Regions from separate parts of the Mus musculus genome. Here all the other regions are linked to region 3. The links are chromatin contacts, called in public HiCAR-type and Micro-C maps. All regions are on one chromosome and are shown on one strand. Each heading gives the region's core, a stretch centred on a gene start, on an enhancer-like site or on the middle of the called end of the contact. The rest is flanking DNA. Distances are from core to core; before and after follow the strand shown.

Region 1 (4,516 bases), core at 1,705-4,204, 180 kb before region 3:
GGCATTCCTACTCTAACACCCCCACCAACAGCACCAGTACATAACAAGAATGCTAATGAGCTGGAGCTGGCCCTCATGAAAGTGTTAACTACATTTCATAGAAAAGTGGTTATGCTGTTCCAAAGATTACCAATTAAACAGATTTCTGCTTAGCTCTCAGCAATTTCCAAGATGTTTCCACTCTTGACAAAATACACGTGATAAATGTAAGGCTAAGCGACTTTAAGCTGTCCTAAATATAATATCTCATTTGAACACTCACGAAGCAGTATATATTTAAGATCACTGTAAAGTAATGTGCTTAATTCAGCCCCAGGCTGTAATAGCCAAGCTAAAATTTAAAATGAAAAAAAAAAAATTACTAGGGTCATAAATACAAAACCAGTAGCCCTGACTTTTCCTTTAAAGTTGCAATGTAACGATTTGTTTAAGAGACCTTCCTTTGGGCTTCTAGAATTTTTAAACCCATTATAGTTTAACAGACAACAAAACAATATGGTTTTCCTATGGGATGTCAAAAGTAGACTAAACGGAACTGATGTCAAAGTGATCCGGTCCTACAATTTTATAATCTTAAGAATTGTTAACAAAACAAGAGCCGCCCCTCGTCCACGTTTCACCTGTCTGGTGATTCCTGAACAGGGTGAGACAGAAAACTAAACAGAACCAGCTTTCTGGAAGGCCGAGTGAAGTAGTGCAGCTCAATGAATGCTCATTAATGCCGAGGGGGACACTCATAAGATAAAGATGTGGCCAGGCTTGCCAATGGCCAGAGGTGGCATTGTAACAGTGCCACTGCAGTGAGTTTTAAAAACATCGAAGCCATGGAAAGAGGACCCAAGTGCATATAATTAAACATGCGTGACTAAAGAAAATAGAATTTTTTGCAAACTTATGGCATTCCTCCTTGCTTTCATCCCTGTACTTCAGCTTACCTATAGCATGATGAAGCTTAACATTGTTACAATGCAGTAAGGCATAGAGGTAGAGAAAGTAGCAGAGAAACGAGACGTTTAAGGATTCTTAAACTTAGCATAATATTGAAATGCTTATAGAGTAGTTAAACGAACAATCTGCAACTAACTAAAAATGTAAAGTTTTGCTCATATTTACATCTAAGATTTAATAAATTATACTTGACAGCATTTTGAGTAATGACCTCTTTAAATTAAAGCAGCAATCCTCAAGGCATTTTTGCCACAGTGAACTGAACTCCTGAGTTTAGCATTTGTTTAGAGTGGCAGAAATAAGAGGCGTTGGCCCTTATTGTCCGGATGTCTTCTGTCTCACCAACCCTCACTTTTAATAAAACTTAGAAAGTGCTTATCTCCAGATTTTATTTAAACAGTGCTTTTCTTGAAATTACAATAAAAGCCATATGCTATTTTTTAACATTGAAAATAACTTAAAACCCTTCACTTAGTGAAACACAACTACAAATAAATTTAATTCAGAAAGGCATCATTTATTTTATAAAATCATTATATATTGAACATTAATATTTAAATATTAAACAATTAAAAGAACAAAAATTTTCTTATACTGGTTTTTGTATATGCTGGCCTAGTAGAACATTGGAACAGTCTGGATTTTTAATCAAATTGTCTATAGTAGTTATTAATCCTCTCTGAATCACTATATCTCATTAAAAGAAACTAAGTACACTTTCCCTAAAAATAAAGTCTGAGACGTCCCTGGAAGTTCCAAGAGCTTTGATGAACTTTCTTCTGCCCATCGTGTGTTGCAGTTCTCCGAGTGGACAGCAGGAGGTGCTGTGTGAACACCGAGCCTGTCATCTGGAGCCCAGCTCCCTCCAGTTTTCTGTGTGCAGTGAATAGTGAGACGCTTTCAAAATATTCATTTATCAGCGGCCGGTGGCCTGAGATAATGAGCCAAATTCTAAAATGGAACCTCCAAGTTTACAATGTAAACCCCACCCTTATTTAACACAAAGGTTGGCTTCTCTTAAGTGTTATGTTGGAAGATTTTTTTTTTAATGGTACAACCTTTTTTTTTTGTAATTATCCAAACTGCAACATTCTGGTTACAATATAAATCCTTTTTTAAGTCAATCAAATGTCCCAAAACTAATTACAAAACCATATGTCTTTACCTTCACACATACATGTGTGTGTGTATAAATAAACATACAACTATAGAATAAATGCACAGAGATTAAAAGGTAAAATCTAATTTAATTTAGTCAAATACATTAATTCAACTATACTCTGGATCCTGAAATACACAAGTTAAATAAGTATAATGGAATTAAGTTCTCTTGAGGAGAAGTTAGTTCACGATTCATTTCTGTAGAATCTGATTTGCTTTTAGACCCATTTCTACAATAGTGAGGTGAGTTTACACCAGAGGAAAAATGAGGAGTCTCAGCCTTCAGAGGAGTGCAGATGAATTCATTTCCTTCGTTGGTGTTACTGACTCTGGAATAACCATGTAAGGATCTGCTTTTCCTCTGCAGAGTGAGCAGTGAGGAAAGATGAGGCAGATGACACTCCATACCAAAAGACAGACACAATCAGCCCCTTTCTTGCTGCCTTTGAGATTCCAGAGCATTTTTGGCTCCCTTAGAGGCGCTGAGCTCACAAAACATGTCACGGTTCTTTTATGACACAATGCCAATCATTGCGTCTATAGAACCAAATACATCTGAAAAAATATATATAATACAGTACTTTTTAAAAAGGGATGGCTTACCTGCTTGTAATAATATTTTTGCAGACTTTAACCGTTGATACAAGGCCCCAAGAACTCCTTGCCCGTGCATCTTAGCCCCCAAGGGTCTGAAACCTTCTCCCTTAGAGACCCAAAGTGGTCCCCTCAAAGGACTGATGGAATTTTGCAGGCATTTTTCAAGCAGAGAAACTACTGGAGAGAAAAGGGGGAAGGATTCCTTTGACCCAACTGAGATACGCTGTCTGGAATGCAGCCTCGAGACTAGAGCTAACTCTTAACATCTATTATTTATGTCTGACCTGGGTTAAGTCTTAGCGAGGCAATTCCTGCGTTACCAGTGGCCACCAGGAAGGATGTATTTATATTGCGACATCCCCCCCCATGCAAGTCTCATAAGCTGTGTGAGCACACCTGAATAGTTCTGAAGTGTGCCTAACTAGCTGCATGGAGTGTCATGGTGTGCACTGATTGCCTTATCTTCTCATTTATCACAGATGAGTTGGAACCAGCCTTGCCGAAAACCTACTTGCATTGTCCTGATAAAAACTGTACGATCCATGATGTTTCAGTGTCCTGCGTCCTGTAGAGGAGTCCGTGTACCCAAAATATCACATCTGGAAATTATTTATAAAGTATGATCCACACCTTTATAATAAGCCTTCCTACCCCAGGCCCATCATTGGTATTCGTTAAAGCAACCCACGACACAGGGTGACAAGATTGTTTAAATAGAAAAGAGGAGAATGTTAAGCAAGGATTTTCTCATGCCTTTGTGTTCCCAAGTCCCCAGAATATTTAAGCTAGTGGTGGATTCAGGAATGCTATCCCAGCAGGGGCTGTGGAAGGATATTTACTTGTGGGCCTGTCATGTAACATCCATGTGGACTTGACAGATATGTTTATACACTTTGCACATGCTTAGCTGATACAGTCTTTCTAGTGTAAAATACTCAAATGACATGGCAGCTAGGTAATGTTTTCTGAAATTTAGTTTTCCCCTGAAAAGCCAGAAATAAATAACAAAATCTTGGGGCCCAGAAAAAAAAATGAATACATATCACTTTTATTTAACATGGTCTTTTCTTAAATGTATGTAGATCCCAAAGATAAACATGCAAGATAGATAGAGATCCTAGCAATATTATTCTTACACATATTTCTGCAAGGAAAATGAATTAAGCAGATCACAAGCTAAGGGCGTAGGTCTGTGCCCTTGGTTATGTTATATGTTGCATATTTTATGCAAAGAAGCCCAGCACTGAAATGGAATTGCAATCAAGCACAGCTGAGCTACTGAGAGGTTGAGCTATGCAAATGGCCTTTGCTACCTGTGTTCTCCTAAATCTTACTTTCAGCTAAGAAAACTTGCAGTTTAGGACACCTGGTTCTCCAGCTCCCTACCAAAGCCAAACTTAAAGTCTGGTGTGTTCGCTGCTTAGAAAAACGTTGGAGATTAAGAGGTTAAGATTTCCTACTGCTATGAGTAAAATCAAAAACATAAGCGTGATGTGACGACATCTGTGCAGAATTCTGTCATCCAGTTGGAGAAACTAACGCCTGAAATTCTAACAAGCCCACTTTTATACACACAGAGAAACTACTTTTCTCTATATGTTTTAAGTAAATAGGTGTCTTACACTTTCATATGTATAATAGATATTTATATTTTTATATTTACATATTTATATATTTTTATATTTATATAATATTTCTACCATATTATATATGTAAAATATAATATACATGACATTGTATATACTATAGAAGAAATAATAATAATTTTATTTAATAATAATATTTCAAAAATAAAATGGGTAAGACAAGT
Region 2 (4,476 bases), core at 129-2,628, 190 kb after region 3:
GTGTCTGTGTCCCTTAGTCAGAGTGCTGAGTCTTCAGCTGCCACATCACTGCCCCAAGGCATGTGGAGAAGGTGCTGACTCTCTCTGCCCACCCAGTGTGTTCTCAATCTCCACTCCAAACTGAGAGAGAAGGAAGGCTGGCTATAGGAGGGAGTTCATGTAAACGGCAGATGTGAGACCAGATCCATTTATACAAGTTCAGTTGGGGTTTCCAGGATTAGCAAGCTTTCTGAACTCAAATAGGAAGTGGAAGTTCTCACTTCAGAGGGCTTCATATCAGTTCTTTTCTAAATTTTACTGAGACCATGGCAATACACGTGTAATACTCAGAATGCATACAACAGCATGAATCAGACAGCACCCCTAGCATCACCTGGCTGTTAGTTGAGTTGAAGTGCTCACCACCTGAAAGGGTGTGACTTGTCTGCCCAAGAAAAGTAAGGAAACCCTTGCTGTAATAGATACTCTCCGTTCATTGTGGCCTGTTTTTGTCCAATCAATATACAGCAAGCCACATTTCATCTTGTCAAACCAAAAACCTACTACTACCTAGCTACATTTGTATGAAATCTAACACAATGTGACAGAAATAACAGCCCAGTCTGCAATGCACATTGAACTGGTGAAAAAATCAGGAATGGTTTGGCAAAGATAAAACATAAAATTAATTTTCTGTTATTTTCTTTTCATTCACATTCATACCAGGTAGACTGTGTCAAATACCTACAGTAGAAGAGAGCTTGTTCATGCATGCAGGACAGAATAAAGATTAAGAGCTCCAGGAAATCAGCTTGCTTCAAGAAACCATTAAAGTGTGCCTGTCCCTCAGGCTTCACAGATGTGTTGATTGTTGAGTTTCAATCATGTAAATATGTTACAGCATAAAGTAACCAAGATTCCCTGTTACAGAAGTGCTCCTGTGTCGGGGTGTGGGAGTAGGGAGAGACGAAAGAGAACTAAATAACACACTGTAATGAAACCTGCCTTTGGGCAGCACATGCTTCAGTTCTGAATGCCCAGAAATACTTCATGTGCACTCTAGGCTGCCTAGCAATGGGGATTTTCTAATTCTGGCCAGCTTGACAAAGTAAATACAACTCTTGAACATAAGGCAGCTCCTAATAAAAAAATAAAAAAAAAAAAACCCACAATTCCCCCTTGTAAATACCTACATTTGGCCCCATTAAAAATTCTTTCTTCATACCCAGGAACCAGCAGACCCTTAAATATGGGGATCTCAAAGTAACTGGAGAGTAGTTGGGAGATTTAGAGCTGTCAGGGTGTTTTACGTCGCCACTGCCACTGAGCACTTCATCCACCATCTCGGGGCCTTGGAGAATGGTGCTCGGCATACACTACAGGCATTATACAGAGAAACACTCTGGCCATTATGCTCTCGGGAGTCATTTGCTTGCAGCCAAAAGGAGACCAACGCATGTTCCTGGGTATGCTGTCCAGGGTATAAAAATGTATGCTTGCCACATTTCTGGGCTGAGTTCTCCTCCAGAGTTGCCAGCTCTGGAAGTTAGCTAGTGGGCTCGCAGTGACATGCTTCCCTAAGCTATCTGTAAAGCTATCTGATTGCAAACGTCTAGTTTCTGCCTTTTCATACCTTAGGAGTCTAGTCCATAGCTAAGGGTCAGTTAGTCTTGCCTTTGCCAGCCCCTGAATTGTATCATGGGTCTGCTGCACCTAAAAACTCCTAATATTTCAGAATGGATCTGGATACAAACACTTATTTTATGCATTAGCAGTTCACTGAGTACAGTTTCAGATTATGACAAGGAACAAGCACTACTTTGAATTGTAGTGACAAATTGCCTTTGCTACCACTGGTGCAGCATCCATATCATAAGCTATATAGGAAGAAAGAAATGGGATGCAAAGGTATTCTCGTGTGATTAACAGATTGAGTTATTTCTAAAATAATTCTTTAAGTTTAGCACTCAGAAGTTTTTCCCCTTAAGCCATCTTACTATCCTTAAGATACCTTGATGGGTAGTCCCTAAAATACTACTCCTAAATTTTTTTTTCTCATTCATCTCAACCAGAAAAGGGACGTCCTGGTTAAAGTACCCTTGGATACTTGTCATAGTGGCAATCATGATCCCCTGCTTTCTTCCTTTGCCTGTGATAGTGGCACAGGCTCTGCAGTTCTTCTCCCTGTGTCCCTGCACACCCTGGGAATCTGTACACTCTCTCTGCCCTGTGTGTCCAGTGCCTGATAATTGAGGAAGGGGTGGGGGCAGGGAAAGACACTTGCATCACTTTCCCTGGAAAGTTGCTGGAGTGTTTCTTCTGAATCAAAACAAAACCTTCCTACATTTTCTAAAAACGTCTTTCATAAAATACAAATGCTTAAAACAGTAACTGTTGTTTTCCATTATTGAAAATTTCTACATATGACTTAGTAAGAAAATAATCAATAGCCATAGAAAAATGTTTCTATCACTTCTGTAATAGCCCTTGCCCTTTAGAATTAAACCCAAATCAATTCTCATCATTTACAAGCCCTACCAGGTCTGCCACCTCCCGCAAGCCACGCTAAATAACCATTTGCTCACTTGTCTAACACTACAGAAAAGCTGGGATCTTTGTCCCCTTCAAACATGCCAAGCTTAATCCTGCCTCACAACTTTTCAACTTTATTCTCATCACCTGGGTCTTAACCCCCTTCTCGAAATTAAGATCTTAGCACAAATGTGCTCTTGAGGAAGGTCTTAACCAATTAAAGTGGTACCTGCAGCCAGGACCGTGTCATAATGCTTCATTTCCTTTCGAACACCCCTCTATGTCCACATGCCCCACATTTCCTGTTCTTTTATGCTTTCATTCTTTGACTGTAGAACTATACACCTCCCCTAGACTTCTGGGGTGAGTTCCATGAAAACAGAGATTATGCCTATTTTGCTCGATGTCTCTAATGTTTAGATAGTCTGACACATAGAGAATAAAAGTATGGATACTGAAGTCAGACTGTCAGAGTTCAGTTCTTTACAGTGTTTTAAGGTTGTGACATCACTCCTGCTCTCTCATTGTCTTGAATTTGGTTACATGGTCCATAAACTAGCTGCAAGGGAAGCCTGGAAAATGAAGCTGTTAGTCCTAATGACCTGGTATTCAAGATCTCTGTACTAAAGGAAAAGGGAGAATAGATGTTGGCAGGCAATTATCAGTCTCTAGCAAATATAACAGTCCTTTGGAACCCAAGATCATGCTCATATTCTTCCATGAATATCCTATTCCCTTATCGGGGATAGGTAAACAATCCCTCCAGCTAAAAAAATTCAAAAATTCTATTCTTTGGCAGTTTGTAGAAAAATATTCCTTGAGTCTTAGGATATTGCTAGGCTAGTACAAAGCCTTAGTGTGTAAAAGCTCTGGGTTCAATCCTTCAGAATCTAGTTGGGGTTTTGGGGGGTTTTTGTTTTATGTTTTTTGTTTTTTTGAAGTGGTTATGGTGGGAAATACTGTAATACCAATGTTCAGGAGAGAAAAGCAGGAGGACCACAAGTTCAAGGTCATCCTCTGCTACATACCAAGCTTAGACCTCACCTGGGATACATAAGACCCTGAAAAGAACAGAGAGATAGAGGGAAGGGTTCTTTCTCATCTATTATTCCCTTTCCCTTTAAGAAGTCACTCCTGTGGCCATTATCAAATATGGTTACATGAAGTTGCTGTTGAAAGATATGCCCTTTGAAGTTTGAGGACCAGTGGGGCTTTGGAGGTTGAACTCTAGGCTTCTGACCAGGTTTGTGGTTTCTTTGACAATACAATTCTCTCAAGGCCTTAGAGCAATGTTTTTCCACCTCTGTGTCATGACCCCTTTGGGGTAGAACTACCCTTCCATAGAGGTTGCCTGAGTCCACCAGAAAAACATAGGTATTTACTTTCATAACCATAGCAAAGTTACGGTTATGAAGCAGCAACAAAAGTAAGTTTAAGGTTGTGGGGTCACCACAACATGAGGAACTGTACCAAAGAGTTGCAGCATTAGGAACCTACTGCCATAGAAGGTTCCCAGGCCATTTGCTTCCCCTAAGTTCCTTGTATAAATTATCCCAACCAAAGTGCTTGTCTGCATGTAGCTCTAGGGTTTCTCTGCAAGAAACAGACACCACCACATTTTATGCAGAAAGAAAATCTATGACAGAACATTGGGGGCATTGCCACCAAAATAGACTCCAGGAGGATGTGAGGGTAGAATCTGGGAGATACCACTGAAGCTACTGACTGGATACCCAGCTATCCACCTTGGGAAAGCCCCACTTTCCACTGCAACTGCTTCTTGACCCTCAGGAAGCAGCTAGCTGGACACTTAAACATTGGTCCAAACTCCACTTCTTCAAAGACTTCTTGATGTTTAGGAAGCCAATGTCTATTCACTGAATGCTGATGCCAGAACAATCATCTCTGCGTCAGTGCCTGCCAATTGCAGTAGTTAACACAGCAAGAAAACTGCTCCTGCTTCTC
Region 3 (4,510 bases), core at 949-3,448:
GTATTTTTTAAACTAATATAAATAAACACTGGAGACAGTGAGGAGCATGACCATACTAAGACCTTGAAGGGTTTTAGAATATAAAGTATATAGAACAGAGAAAGATAGAAGAGTCCACCACACAGGCTGACAGCTGTGTAACCCTCCAGCTGCCACTTACTTCTGTGGGGCAACACAAAGAAGTGCCACATAACTGGCACTTTTAAATGGCTCAAAGGAAAAGGAAGACCATGATGTAACATATAAAAAGTATTTGAAATTAAATTTCAGCTTCTAGCAAAGCTGTGCTCAACCATTAATGCCAGTCTCATGGTTTACTCATGGAAGAGATGAGAAGATTCAAGAGATTTTATTGTCTGCCAAACCTAAATTACTTACTATTTGGTCTCAGAGCTATCCACTTAAGACCAAACACAAATATACAGTAATTGTCATATTTCCTACTGTGACTCTAACTGGTGTTGGGTTTTTATGGAGAATAATAAAGGATAATCAAAAGAAACAAAGTATATTATCTGCCTAAAAGGAGTTTGACATCTAAACTACAAAGACTGGGAACTAGGATAGGAATTCTTTATTTGCTATTAGAGAAGGAATCCACCATTTTAATAAAATTATAAGATTGTATAAAAATTACAAGACTGGGTTTAAGCAGAAAGCAAGTGCTTAGCAGTTATCTGAGTGCCTTAAAAATATAAAGGCATGTGCTGTACCTACTGTCACCAGTGTGACATATCTGAAATGAAAACAAGCAACCTTTATCAAATCTCTCTGGTTGATGTGCTGCTAAACCACAAACTTTGTTGCCCCCCCATATGATTCTCTTATATTTGTTTGAAGTTTTTTTAATTATTATTTGTTTTGCTGATGCTAACTCTGAATATCTGATTCTCCTTTTCCAACTGTTTGGGATTATAGTCTCCTGCCCAAGCCCAAATATGATGCAGGAAAAAAGAAAGGGTGGGAAGGAGGAAGGGAAAGAGGGAATGGAAAGAAAAAACCGTAAGTAAAGGTGTTGTGGTGGCATTCACCTGTAAGTCTCAGGCAAAGGCAGGCAGACTTCTGTGAGTTATATACCAACAGGGCTACATAGAGAGATCCTGTCTCAAAATAAATGAATGAATGAATGAATGAATCAATCAATCAATCCATATATCATGTATCACCCATCACTGTCAGCAGTAATTAAGTGACACAAGTATTGACTTAGGTCTCTTTTTCCGTTCAAACATTGCTTATCTTGGATGTCTTCTAGAAATCACTTAACCAATTCCTCCTCCAGTTCACATATGAAAAAAAAAATCAGGTCTGAATTACATGGTTTTTTTTCTACCACAAATAAAACTCATAGTGTAGTAGGAACCCTCTCCATTCAGATTCAAATTACTAGAAAAATAAGGTACAAATACATCTAATTCCACTCAGATTTAGGGGAGAGAAACTTCAAGTAGTTTCCGTTATTTGCAGCTGCTTTGGAGAAGTGACAATTAAATGTGTGAACAAGGTTGTCAGAGTAACACTTGCCATTCACACTGCTTAGGAAAGACCCTCCGAGATTTCCAGAAACACTAATTAAAATTAAGAAAAGCTGCTCACGGGGACTTGTCAGAAAGGTATAGTCTGTGAGAGTGGGGGAAGAAAGCCCAATGGTCTCGAAGTTCATAAACGGAAGTTTCTAAGTAAAGTCTACCTTAACCCAACCCACCTAACCCTGGGTTCTCACTGCCTTAAGCCCAAGAGCTCACCAGCCACTGAAGTCACAGTTACTCCTGTCCAGACAGCTCAACCATTCGGGAAATCAAGGTTTCGAGGAGAGGTAGTGGTGGGGGTGGTAGGGATGGGGAATAACTTTCCTTAGAGACCCAAGAGGTGAGAGAGGCAAAAAGAGGCGTCTCTCTGCTAAACAGCAGGGGAGAGCGCCAACTCGCAGTGGCTTTAGAAGCCCTGGGGGCGAATCGCTTCTCTTTCCTTTCCTTTTAACTCGTGAACGTAGGCACTCGCAAATCAAGAATGCCGAAGGACGGTACCCACCTGCGGCCCCAAACACCAACAGAAGTTCCTCGGCCAGGACTCAGACGGACCAGGGCCGCGTACACCCCTCCAGCTTTACGCACCGCACTTTTCAGCAATAGGCCTTGCGATTGGTTGACCTGCAAGGAAATCTCAGTTCTATTGGCTGCCAATGGCGTGTAGGCGGGACTTTGGGGCTAGCTCTGACAGGCCCCCCGCTCCAGTTCCCAGAGTTCCGATTGGGTCATCGTAGGAGCTTCAAGATGGCGGCGGCAGACACTTGCGGCGCGGGTACCCTCAGCTCCCGGTCTGTGGCGTCCGAGGCGGGTCAGGGCGGCACCTCTAGTTTCCAGAGGAAGGGCAAGGCCTCTGGGGGCCCCGGAGGGGGCCCTCGGCTGCTGTCCATTGCTGGCACGCGACCGTCGGTGCGGAATGGACAACTGCTGGTGTCAACCGGGCTCCCAGCCCTGGACCAGCTCTTAGGTCGGTTCAGAATAAATATGTGGGCGCGTTCCAGGAGAAACTTGGGGGAGGGACTCCTGGGCAGCCCATCACCCCTGTGCTTGGCCCGGCCCCACGCACCCATTTCCTTTTTCCCTCTCTTCTTCATAAGCATGGTTAGGATGACCTGCCCTGACAGAGGAAGACTGGGAGGAAACTTGCATGGAGATGTCAAGAGGTGTGCACTAAGCCCGCCTTAAGACCCAGACTCCTTACTCTTCTCTGTTCAGCACCTCATTTCTAGATGACCATGGACTCCCTACATGCCATTACCCTAAAATGATTACTACTGAAAAAGAAACACATATGGAAAGGAATTGGCTTGTAGGATCCTCTGCTGGTGTCTTAGGACTCCTTCCTTCCAACCCCGGGTAGCTTAAAGCTGGGACTAACCCACAAAACTTTTTAGAGTTTTAAAGAAGGGTTCCTTTAGAAAAAGTTGAAAGTATTGCCCTCTTTCCCACAGCCTGGCTACTCATCTTAAATAGTAGAGCGGTATGGTTCTAAAGAGTGGATGTTAAAGATGCCTGTTGACTCAAAGAAATGACAGTCCTTGGTATTCAGATAGTTCTACACCCCACCCGAGTTTCTTTTTTTTTTTTTTAATTTTTTTTATTAGATATTTTCTTCATTTACATTTCAAATGCTATCCCAAAAGTCCCCTATGCCCTTATCCCCGCCCTGCCCTCCTACCCACCCACTCCCACTTCATGGCCCTGGCATTCCCCTGTACTGGGGCATATAAAGTTTGCAAGTCCAATGGGCCTCTCTTTCCAGTGATGGCCGACTAGGCCATCTTCTGCTACATATGCAGCTAGAGACACGAGCTCTCAGGGTACTGATTAGTTCATATTGCTGTTCCACCTATAGGGTTGCAGACCCCTTCAGCTCCTTGGGTACTTTCTCTAGCTCCTCCATTGGGGGCCCTGTGTTCCATCCAATTGATGACTGTGAGTATCCACTTCTGTATTTGCCAGGCACTGGCATAACCTCAGAGGAGACAACTATATTAGGGTCCTTTCAGCAAAATCTTGCTGGCATATGCAATAGTGTCTGGTTTTGGTGGCTGATTATGGGATGGACCCCTGCCACCCGAGTTTCTTAAATATGTTCTTATCATCTCTGGAATTTTTTGGGTTTTTTTTGTTTGTTTGGTTGGTTGTTTGGTTTGGTTTGGTTTTTTTTTTTGGGGGGGGGGGTCGAGACAGGGTTTCTCTATGTAGCCCTGGCTGTCCTGGAACTCACTTTGTAGACCAGGCTGGCCTCGAACTCAGAAATCCACCTGCCTCTGCCTCCCAAGTGCTGGGATTAAAGGCGTGCGCCATCACCGCCCAGCATCTCTGGAATCTTTAATGCAAAGCCTACTGAAGAATATACTTGTTTCATAGAACTGATTTGTTGAAAGGATTGATTAGTTAAGTTAGTAGGACAGGCTGCATTTCTGTCTGACTGCTGCTTCATGGAAACGTGTGTTTACATTTTGTAACCCTTTTTTATAGTGTTTATTATATTTCCTTTAAACTTGGTGCATTTGTATAATATATTGCATTTACCATTGCTTATTCTTGTTCTTCACTTGACATTTTCTCTGGGTTCTGCTCCAGGCTTTTCAAGTAAGTTTAGCAAAAAGGAAAGTCACAAGACAGGGAGCGCATCAGGAACAGCATGGTTTCTTGATTCTATGATTTCTTGTCCTAAATGTACCTTGATTGTTTTCTACATAAATTTAAAGTAGTTTGACATAATTGTTTCAAACCCACTCAGTTGTATGATACTGGAAACATGATGCAAAATGCATAGTAGGTAAATGTGTATTTCACTTTTTTTCCTGTTTGGCCTCAGTTATCCTAGTTTTGAACCCAAAGCTTAGAAAAGTTTGCTAGTTTTAGTGAACTCTCACCCAGAAAGAAACTAATCTGCAAGATTTAGTGACAGCAGATCTTTCCTAACAGTCTGACCTATCTTTTCTACCTCTTAAATGTCTATATTCTTAATTAAA

What was found. A called contact is a pair of places that touch in the nucleus more often than the background predicts. HiCAR-type assays count read pairs that join an accessible place to other places.
Region 1: a contact with region 3 is called in a Micro-C map of embryonic stem cells, with 2.0 times the contacts expected there. The contact joins the promoter of Dcdc5 here to the promoter of Elp4 in region 3. A contact is called at or near these places in 1 of 39 promoter capture datasets (hippocampal neurons), 1 of 15 datasets of contacts at CTCF or cohesin (pro-B cells), 20 of 484 Hi-C or Micro-C datasets (the G1E-ER4 cell line, the HL-1 cell line, the HPC-7 cell line and 14 more), 1 of 115 datasets of contacts at active chromatin or transcription factors (astrocytes) and 2 of 9 other capture datasets (embryonic tail and pancreatic islet).
Region 2: a contact with region 3 is called in a HiCAR-type map of astrocytes, with 5 times the contacts expected there. The contact joins the enhancer-like site here to the promoter of Elp4 in region 3. A contact is called at or near these places in 7 of 39 promoter capture datasets (the 3T3-L1 cell line, 3T3-L1-derived adipocytes, the HPC-7 cell line and 3 more), 1 of 115 datasets of contacts at active chromatin or transcription factors (astrocytes) and 3 of 9 other capture datasets (adipose tissue, liver and pancreatic islet).

The regions. Positions count from the first base shown.
Region 1 is chr2:106,079,437-106,083,952 of GRCm38.p6, reverse strand. It overlaps Dcdc5 (doublecortin domain containing 5), which reads right to left and starts at 2,954. Exons shown (of 24, transcript NM_177844.2): 1 at 2,713-2,954.
Region 2 is chr2:105,712,468-105,716,943 of GRCm38.p6, reverse strand. The region is part of intron 9 of Elp4 (elongator acetyltransferase complex subunit 4); the gene reads left to right. Among named protein-coding and RNA genes, the nearest start is that of Pax6, 39 kb to the right of the region's middle. Within about 2 kb of position 1,378, at least 27 of the 459 cell types and tissues checked have an H3K27ac peak or open chromatin away from gene starts, as enhancers often do. A contact at or near this core is called in astrocytes, where this site is marked.
Region 3 is chr2:105,902,252-105,906,761 of GRCm38.p6, reverse strand. Elp4 (elongator acetyltransferase complex subunit 4) reads left to right here and starts at 2,198. Exons shown (of 10, transcript NM_023876.4): 1 at 2,198-2,493. The coding sequence starts at 2,274. Immp1l (IMP1 inner mitochondrial membrane peptidase-like (S. cerevisiae)) reads right to left here and starts at 2,124. Exons shown (of 7, transcript NM_028260.2): 1 at 2,032-2,124.